2 separate regions of the Capsicum annuum genome follow, and region 1 is linked to region 2. The links are chromatin contacts, called in public Hi-C maps. All regions are on one chromosome and are shown on one strand. Each heading gives the region's core, a stretch centred on a gene start, on an enhancer-like site or on the middle of the called end of the contact. The rest is flanking DNA. Distances are from core to core; before and after follow the strand shown.

Evidence for each region. A called contact is a pair of places that touch in the nucleus more often than the background predicts.
Region 1: a Hi-C map of leaf shows a contact between it and region 2, with 5 times the contacts expected there. The contact joins two enhancer-like sites. A contact is called at or near these places in 2 of 5 Hi-C or Micro-C datasets (leaf and placenta).

The regions. Positions count from the first base shown.
Region 1 is chr9:58,361,815-58,367,015 of UCD10Xv1.1, reverse strand. No RefSeq gene overlaps it. Among protein-coding and RNA genes, the nearest start is that of LOC124887327, 5.8 kb to the right of the region's middle. Within about 2 kb of position 3,020, at least 5 of the 5 cell types and tissues checked have an H3K27ac peak or open chromatin away from gene starts, as enhancers often do. A contact at or near this core is called in leaf, where this site is marked.
Region 2 is chr9:57,780,808-57,785,450 of UCD10Xv1.1, reverse strand. No RefSeq gene overlaps it. Among protein-coding and RNA genes, the nearest start is that of LOC107841532, 57 kb to the right of the region's middle. Within about 2 kb of position 3,145, at least 1 of the 5 cell types and tissues checked has an H3K27ac peak or open chromatin away from gene starts, as enhancers often do. A contact at or near this core is called in leaf, where this site is marked.

The sequences.
Region 1 (5,201 bases), core at 1,771-4,270, 580 kb before region 2:
CCATCAGTGCAACGTGCAAGATAGCAATGGTCGATCCAAATATTCGACGATGCAAATATATCAACCATTAACTTTCTTTTTTAATTTCCACCATTTCATTATGATATGAAAGACATTAATTTTCGTAAAAATCGATTGAAATATCAAAATGATCCGCCTATGATGAAGAAGTTATCGATTATTGCATCTGTAAAGAGGAAGAAGTAAGTTACAAAAAATCAATTTTCGTGACAATGCATGCGTTCTGATACATCATAAATTTTTACATGTGATTTTTGTTTCTTTATAGATATGATACATTCAATATATTGCATCTGATACATTTAATATACCGCATCTGATACATAGATTCAAGGCTAATGCTTTATGATACAGAATACAACATATATGTGATTATGGTTCAGTTTTATACTTGATACATGTAATATACTTATTATGATACATAGAGCTAATTTTGTCAAGATTTTAGATTTATATGATATATTCTGAAAATTGTATGTGAGTTTTAGTTTGTTTTACACCTGATACATTAAACATTATGAGTATGATACATAAGTATGAGATATATCATTACTTCTGATACGTAGTAAATGTTGAAGTTGATTTGTATTGTTTTTTTCATCCAATACATTCAACTTTATTTGAACTTTATTTATGTCCCAAAAATAATTTTAGATGTTTTAACTGAAGTTTCTGCCATGGATGACATCTTCAACAAATTAACAAAGCTCAATTAATTTATTGTTGCTTTAGAAGAAGAACTCAGAAAAATCGAAGCTTTCAAACGTGAACTGCCCTTTTGTATGGTTCTCCTAAAGGATGGTCAATTTTTTTCTTCTGTTTTTCCAATTCTCTGAATTATTTTAGGAATTTAATTATTTATTTATTGTTTTTTATTATTGTTACAGCTATTGAAAGGTTAAAGGAGGAAGCTTTGCAATATAAAGGGAAAGATAAAAGGCTTGTGATGGAAGAAATAAAGAGATATAATTGCTCAATTAGAACCGCATTAATTGCTTCAATATTTACTCTTTTATTGTTATTTTCCTTTTTTATAGTCAATCAGTTTGGGAGTTATGTATCTCTAAGTTATATATCCGGACCAAACTTATGTATCATATCCGGGATATTAAGTAATTAATATAAAAGTTGAGAGAAAGAGTAATTAGGTAACAGAGTGTTGGAATTTATATTGTTTACCCATATTTTATCAAACGATCTCAAAAGGTCTAATTTGCCATTGAGTTTAGCAATGTAGGAACCTTTTGAACCCCTTTTCTACATAATTTCATTTGATGGCGGTTAAATTTTGAACTACAGTAAAATTGTAGCTTCTTAACTACTGAACATTTTTTAAGACAAATATTATACCTTCAATAAGGAAAGAAATTAAAATCTAAAGGAGAAATAAGGCATCAAGTTCCACTAATCCTAGCTTTATCTAAAGTTGTCAATATGGGTCAGGCCTGCAGGGTCAATCGGTCCAGCCTGTAGTGTGATAGGATTGGGTTATAATTTTTACAACTTGTTTAAGAAAAGGGCTTTTTAACCCGGCTCGTATGATGCCTTTGGCCCGTGGGGCTTGAGCACTATGGGTTGGGCTGGCCAAACAAAAAATAATTAAAAAATAGAATAGAGTACTAAGAATAAAAAAAGGAGTCCAAACTCAAAATCGATTCGCACCATCACAGATATTTAAATATTAAATATATTTATAAAATATATAAATAATTAAAAATATAAAATACTAAATTTTTTAAGAAATTAAATATGTTTAATGAAGATGATATGGCGATATTGAATGCGACATAAGTGCCGTGAGTTTTTTGTTTTTTTTAAGAGTTCATTTTTACTTTTAATAGACTAAATATTGATATTTTTTTTTGTTTTATTGTGATCAATTAAAACAAAATCAAGTTAATATTGTTATTTAGCTTGTTATATTATTACTCATTAACAGTTTCGTTTGTTTTTTAACATCTTTATTTGATTTGAATTTGGTGTCAAAAGTTATTTAATTTCACAGATTATTAACTTTTTTTGTTAAATTTGAGACTTGATTAACAAGTAATAATTTCATGAAATATTATATTATAAATATTTATGCAATTAACAATTTAAAATTTATGTTAAAATTATAAAAATAATATATTTTGAAAAATGGGTTGGCCTGTGGAGGCCCGCACCGCACAATGTGATGGGTTGGGCTTGCTATTTTCTGGCCTGTGATATTGATGGGTCAACCCGACTTAACCCGTCAACTCCAAGACCTTTGTGAACTAGCCCAAATGGGCTGAGCCGGCCTATATTTACAGCTCTAGCCTTATCCCATATTTTATTTGGACCTTCAATTCTCTTTTCCTTTGCTTTGTAGCTTTATTCATGAAATGAATTAGATTAAACTCACCTTGATAGGTCGTTATCTTTAAATTTGTTAATTACCACGTGAATAAATCCAGTAAAAATAGTAGGAAAGGGGAAACACTTCTTTTAAGACCTTCTTGCCCTTCATGATTTCCAAGTGCTCTGAATCATTATTGTTCAATTTAACCTTCACGCACTTTGTTATACTAGTTTAAAAACCTGCCTCAATGTTTTTTTAATTTAATTTTCGAATTTTATTAATACAAAAACAAAGCAAAATAAATTGTTCCTACTTTGATGGATCAACCCATCATAAAATTTGAAAATGTAAATTGGGCTTATACAATTTCGGATAAAATACCCGGCCCAAACCTAATTGATTAAGACATATATAAGCTCCCCTATGGTGTTTTAATTCATTTTGTTGTCTTTTTCTCCGCCGATTGAGCTCATTTCCAGGTGAAAAATGGTGTGCCCTCCCCTGAATCTTCAATTTGTCTTGCCTGTGCTTTGGGTCATCAACATTTTGCCCTGGATCTTTGATGCTTGTACTATCTTCAGCTCTTAGAAGTAAGTATTTGTCCCTTTGTTTCCTTTGAATCTTACTATTCAGCTCAACTTCTCCGCTTTTAAACTTTTTTCCTTCATTTTTGCTTGTATATAGTTGAGTTCTCTGGTGGATGGGATGTTTCTTCTTTTTTGGTGCTGAATTGAGAGTCGTAGGTCCTTGAGACTGATTGCATGTCCAAGTAAGCTTTGATTTCTTCTTTCTGTCCTTCTTCTTTAGTTGTGGCTTCCTATTTACTCCCCTTTGCTTACAGATGCGGCCGAGAGGGAGATAACTGGATGCTTGGAGCCGCAAATATTTTTGAACTGCCTTCTGCTTCTCAGGTGTATTAGATGCATAGATGTCAATTGACCCTTTCCCCTTTACTAAAAGTCCTTTTTGATGGATGAATCTGTATAAGCTAGTCAGCTGTTGGGTTTTGTTATTGCCCTCCTGGATTGTAAATGTTTGCTTGTGATCCCTGGTAGTACTTTTAGCTGTAGCCTTCAGCCTTTTCATCATTTTGTTGATGATAATCTAATGTATGGACACTATAGCTTGTCACTGTTAAGTATCTTCTTTCCTTTAATTTCTAATTGCTGAAATGATGTTATGCTGAAATCCACTTTGTCTATTGCTGTATTTGTTAAATGATCAGCCAACTAATTCCCTTCCCTCATTATGTGTTGGAATTGTACCTGTTTGTCTTTCAGTGTTTCTCTAATATGCTCTATAGAATCTAGCAAATTCCATGGATATCTCCATTCATTAGTCAGTATCTTCAACATGGTAAGAGAATCCGTTTGAAAAATGACCTTATTGAATTCGGCTTGTCCGCAGTGAATTGCTGCTTTAAGAATAGCATATGCTTCTACTTTCATGTTTGTAGTATCAACTATCTTAGCTCCTTGTGCATAAATTACATCTCCTCTTTAATCATGGATACTATCAAGATTTCAATGGGTGGAAAAATTTATACATAAATCTATTTTTCCTCTACCTATAGTAGTTTTGAAATTAGTTTTGGAACCTGCTAAAACAAAGACAAAAATAAAAAATAAGTGACTTAAAAATCTCATAACACAACGATGAGTATAAAAAGCCTCAACAATCGAAAAAATTCAAGTAGTTAACGTGTCTTAAAATCTCTTAGCTGCATGAAATAAAGGAAGACGAAAAAAATGAAAATAATGAACGCAAAAATATAACTTGACTCAACATCAAAATAAGAAAAAATTTTAAAGTAGAAGACGCCAAATTTCTATGCTTCTTGCAAAATCTGGAAAATTATTTATAGAATTGTAGACATTTTTTATATAAGGTAAAATTCTAATCAATTTAGAATTATTAAATGTTATGATTTCTTACCTATATAATATAAGAACTTTAATTAATTAAAGACCTAAATAATGTATAATGTTGATTTTTTTTTCACAAAAAAATCCTAAACCATCTTCGATTTAAAAAAGAAAGTCCATAATAGAAGTCCTTAAAAATAGTTTCTTTTTTAAAAAAAAATCCTAGTTAAACATCACACGTACTACTGTATCTGGAAAACTTTTACTATATTAATATTTGGACAACTTTTGAAAAATTAATTTTTAATTGATTTGAGTGAAAGTTTAGTTTGAGTTGGTTTTAGTTGTGTATAAGTAGTGGTGGACGTTCAGTATTTTCAAAGTTCAGGTTTGATAATTTGTTAATCGGTATTTGAACGTAGATACCATATATCATACTTATAAACATCGGTTTGTTAATCGATAAATTAAACTTTTATTTTTGGTAATACCATATTAAAGTTGGAGATGTGCAAATGTATGTTTAAACATCAAAAATTATATTTAATAAAAACCCTATTTAGTATTTCTTTTGTTGCTTTTTACAAATATATTACAAAGGTCCAAGAGATTCTTTGGGATGACTAATACTATTGTCTATTGGGTTAATATATATATATATATACCAATATCTTGTGTCAAATTCAATCCCGAATACCGAAATATTAAAATCTTACTTCCAAATACCATACCAGATACCGAATATCAATTTTTTCAGTTCGGTTCGATAATTCGATTTTCGATATTTTATGCCCAGCCCTATGTATAAGAGTAGAATTAATAATTAAGAAATTCTAAAATATTAAAAATAGTTTTTTTTTAAAAAAATCCTAGTTAAACATCACACGAAACTATACTATATTTGGAAACCTTTTACTATATTAATATTTGGACAACTTTTTAAAAATTACATTTTAATTGGTTTGAGTGAAAGTTTAGTTTGAGTTGGTTTG
Region 2 (4,643 bases), core at 1,896-4,395:
TAGTAGAAGTTTTGTCAAGAAATCTAAATGAACTGTTTAATGATATGAATTTTATAGGTTATGGAATTCCAAAGTAGAGCCCAGATATCAATCATCTGTCTTATGCTGATACACTATTTTATTTTGCTCTGGTCATACTTATTCAATCATGAAGATGATGGGAGTTTTGAGAAGTTATGAGGAAGCTTTTGGACAAATGATCAACCTTGATAAGAGTCTACTATATTTTCATGAGAAAATTCCTAACATTGTGAGTAGCAATATCAGAAGAATTACGAAAATCAGGCAAGGTAAACTCCCTTTTATTCACCTAGGCCGTCCTATTTTCTATGGGATGAAGAACAAAGGCCATTTAGAAGATTTGATCAAAAAAGTGATAAAGAGGATTCACTCTTGGCAGAATAGGTTACTTTCTTATGGGGGAAGATACATTTTAATTACTCATGTACTACAATCCATACCCATCTACACTCTTTCGGCTATGAATCCACTTGTCAGTGTCATCAATTAGCTCTACAAGATTTTTGCAAAGTTTTTTTGGGGTAATGCTACACGTTCAAAGAATAATTACTAGGTGAGCTGGGAGGCTATGTGCTATCCAAAAAACGAGGGAGGACTTGGTTTTAGATCATTACATGATATGTCAAAAGCCTTATTTGGCAAACTTTGATGGATTTTCAGTACTTCAACTTCCTCTTTATGGGTCTCTTTCATGTGGAACAAGTATTGTAAAAAATTACATCCTTTAATTGCTAAAGAAATTGGAGCCTCATATGTCTGTGGAAAAATAATTTCTGTAAGAGAGGAGATAGAGCACAATATATGGTGGCAAATTAAAGCTGACAACTCAAGCTTTTGATCTGATAATTGGACCAAACAAAGAGCATTATATTATGTGGACGATGAGGTTTTTTAATATGAGGAAGTGGATATCAGAAGTTTTATCAAAAATGGGGATTGGAATAGGCAATCACTTATATCAGTAATTTCTGAAGAAATGGTGGACCTTATTCTGTAAACAATGAAACCCCCTATAGAAGGCTTTCAAAATGATGTTTAATGGTGGATGGGAAATACAAATGGCCAAGTTACTGTCAAATCTACCTAGGAAAAAATTAGGAAAAGGAAAGAAAAAAAAAATTATGATTTCATTTGGAATAAAAGACTGCCTTTTAAGTATAATTTCTTCCTTTGGAGGGTGTGGATGGGAAGAATTCCAACTGATGATAACCTGAAGAGAATGAATATACAGTTGGTTTCAAGATGTTGGTGTTGTGATGTTAAAAAGGAAGAGACAATGACCCATGCTCTACTAACAACCTCCTTAGACAATAGGCTTTGGAGGTAGTTTGCTCATTTTGCAGGTATTCAAATGGAGAACATGCTGCTTCAGCAAGCAATTGTGGCATGTTGGACTAAGGATTCAAGTTCAAAACTGGCAAAAATTTTTAGAGCCATACCATCCATAATTATGTGGACACTATGGAAGAAAAGAAGTTGTGTCAAACATGGGAGATCCATGTCTTTTGCATAATGGTGTTACAAGTTCAAAAGGTCATTAAAAAGATGTTGAAAAACTTATTCCCATGGATTAAAATGAAAACATGGACATGGACGGAGGTAGTTGAGATAATGAGAGCTTACAAACCTAAGCTTCACTGTCATAAGATGAGATAATGAGAGCTCACACACCTAAGCTTCACTGTCATAAAGTAATGTGGTCAAAACCAGAAATTGGACAGCTGAAATGCAAAACAGATGGGTTAAGTAGAGGTAATCTCCTATGGTTTTTATATAAGAGATGACAAGGGAGATCTAAGATATGCTAGAACAAAATGTCAGGGGTTTTGCACTAACACTGTAGCTGAAGCAATGGCTATTACGAAGGCCTTGGAATACTGCCATAATGAAAATCTCAGGGATTTCATCTTGGATACAGATTTTTTAAGTCTTAAGAAAATGATGTTGAAGCTGTGGAAAATCACTTGGGAAATAGCAGAGATCCTGGAGGAGATAAGCAAGCTAATTCAGAATCAAAATGCTACAATCTTACATACATTCAGAGAGGGGAACATAGTTGCCGATTCATTAGCAAACGAGAGCATCGAAACAAAAGGTCATCAGGAATAACATTAATTTCGACAGCTACCAGAGAAAATAAGGAAATGCATAAACATGGACAAATACCAAATTCCTCAACTGAGAATCAAAACACGCAGAGTAGTTCAACAATGAAGAATTTATACAGATCATATGTACATAACACAACAACAACAACAACTTCAAGTCAACATTCAGGAATTAAAGATACTAATCAGAACAGAAACTGGAGAGAACCTGGTCTTGGTCAAAGACCATTTTCACAGAAGAACCATGGGTTGTAAATTGAGCTACCTAGAGAAAAGAATCTAAAGGAGAAACACAAAATGTGAGAAGCTGATAGACAGAAAAATATCAACAACAACCTCGGATTCAACCGATACACCACCCATTGGAGGAAGATTCGAAGCTTGGAGCTCCAACGGCAGCACTCCATCAACATCGATAAAGGCGACGTTAAACTTCAAAGAAGAGTACTAAGTACTCTACAAGTAGCCTTTTCAATAAAAATCAAAATTAGGAAACTTGCAGCTTCCAATTTGGGCCGGGTTATTGTTTTGGATCCGTTTTGTCGGACCATGGTCTTGTTTTGTCCACTGGGCTCTTTTATTAAATAAAATGGTCTAACCGACCAACAAAAATTCATTAAAAAAAATTATGAATAGTTATATTTTGAAATAAGACGTTGTTTAACTAAAGTACGATGTGCGAAATTAATAACGACAATAAATAATATGCACATACATTTTGAAGTTAAGATATGTCAAAAAAATAAAATGTATGACTAATTATTTAAATATATAAATAATTATATAAATGAATTTAATATTTAAAAAAGATTTAAAAGACTTGATTAGTCAAATAACAATTCGAGTTTGACACAGGAAAGTCAAAATTAGGTGTCAACATCTTTCTTCGTGATCACGAGCCCGCCACATTTTTCCTATGTGATCTTGACCAATGCTCCTCGTGACCGCAAAACTTTGCCTAGCCAAGTCTCTTTTCCCATTGTCCTTCATTCTTCTTTGCGACCATGGCACCCCATCCCACGACCACGAAGGGTGAATCACTGACATTAGAATCAGAAAAAATTGGTGCCTCATTTTATCCATTTTAGTGTCCAAAACATACACGAACCCCTCGAGATGCAAATTAAATATGCAAAATCAAACCTAAAACATGGTACATACTTGCCGGCCGGAACAGTCAAATCATCTATAAGGGGTCGTCCATGCACATATTTGACCGTGAGCAGCTTCAAATCTTCAATTGAACTAATATACTACTTAAGTGATTGAATTGTTGACGAGCCCTCGTTATTTTTCCAAAATATCCACTAAAGTATTAGATCACTATTTAGACCTATTGGAAGTAGAGCTGGGCAAAGCGTCGAGCTAGCTCGGCTCAGCTCGCATGTATTTAGCTCGACTCAACTCATTTTTCTAAAAAGCTTGACTCGTATCAACTCAGTTGTTAAAGTTTAGCCTGACTCGACTTGATCAAAGCTCGATCAACCTCTACTCGGTCAAAGCTTGACTCGATTGAGCTAGCTCGGCTCAACTCGATTTAAGAAATAATATCCATTAAATAGGCTCAATCACTAAGTACATTAAAAAGTTAACTTAGAATACTATGTTAAATTAAACATTATATAATTAATATTCAAATGCAAGTAAATTATAATTAAATTTTATTAAAATGTATGTAAATTTTTAACCACAGTGTAACTTAAGTCAAATATCATCAAATCAATTTAATTGATTTTCAATAATTAATCAGACCAAATATAATACATTTTTATATATCATTCCTTGATGCAATAAATTTAAGAATCTAATTATTAATGTGGTACAATTTGTAAAAGATCCAGCTTTGAAGTTCAATTATGTAGATTTTATTTCTAGTGATGAAGATTCTAGCTCTAATTTGATGCTTAGAGTAAACTTATTCTTACGTTAAATTTTCAATGGCATTTTAATTTAATCTAAGGGTGTTAAGTGGGCCGGATCGGGTCAACCCGGAACCGGCCCATTAAAATTAATCGGTTTGTGGGCCGGGCCGGGTTGGGGTTAAGTGGGGCGGGCGGGCCGGTTTCGGGTTAAACAGTAAATTTTTAAAAACAACTCTAACCCGGTCCATTTAACCCAACCCCGTCTAACCCGCCTAAATTCGGTCAAATCCGGTTAAAAAACTGGTCAAGCCCGATCAAAAAAATTCAATATACACTATACATACACACCTATATACATTTTAAATACGTTAAACAATATATATACATTATATATATAGCATATACTACATTAGAGTTTAAAAAATATATACTCATACACAATTACACATATATATGTAACATTTGATAAATACGACTATACATACTACTTTAAATAAAACATATATTACAACATATATATACTACAATATATATAAGTATATATATAGAGTTATATACTAATTTATAAAACATATACACATGTATATATTAAATATATACGTCTATAGAAGATATATACACATATATACGCATCATTCAATATATATGTACT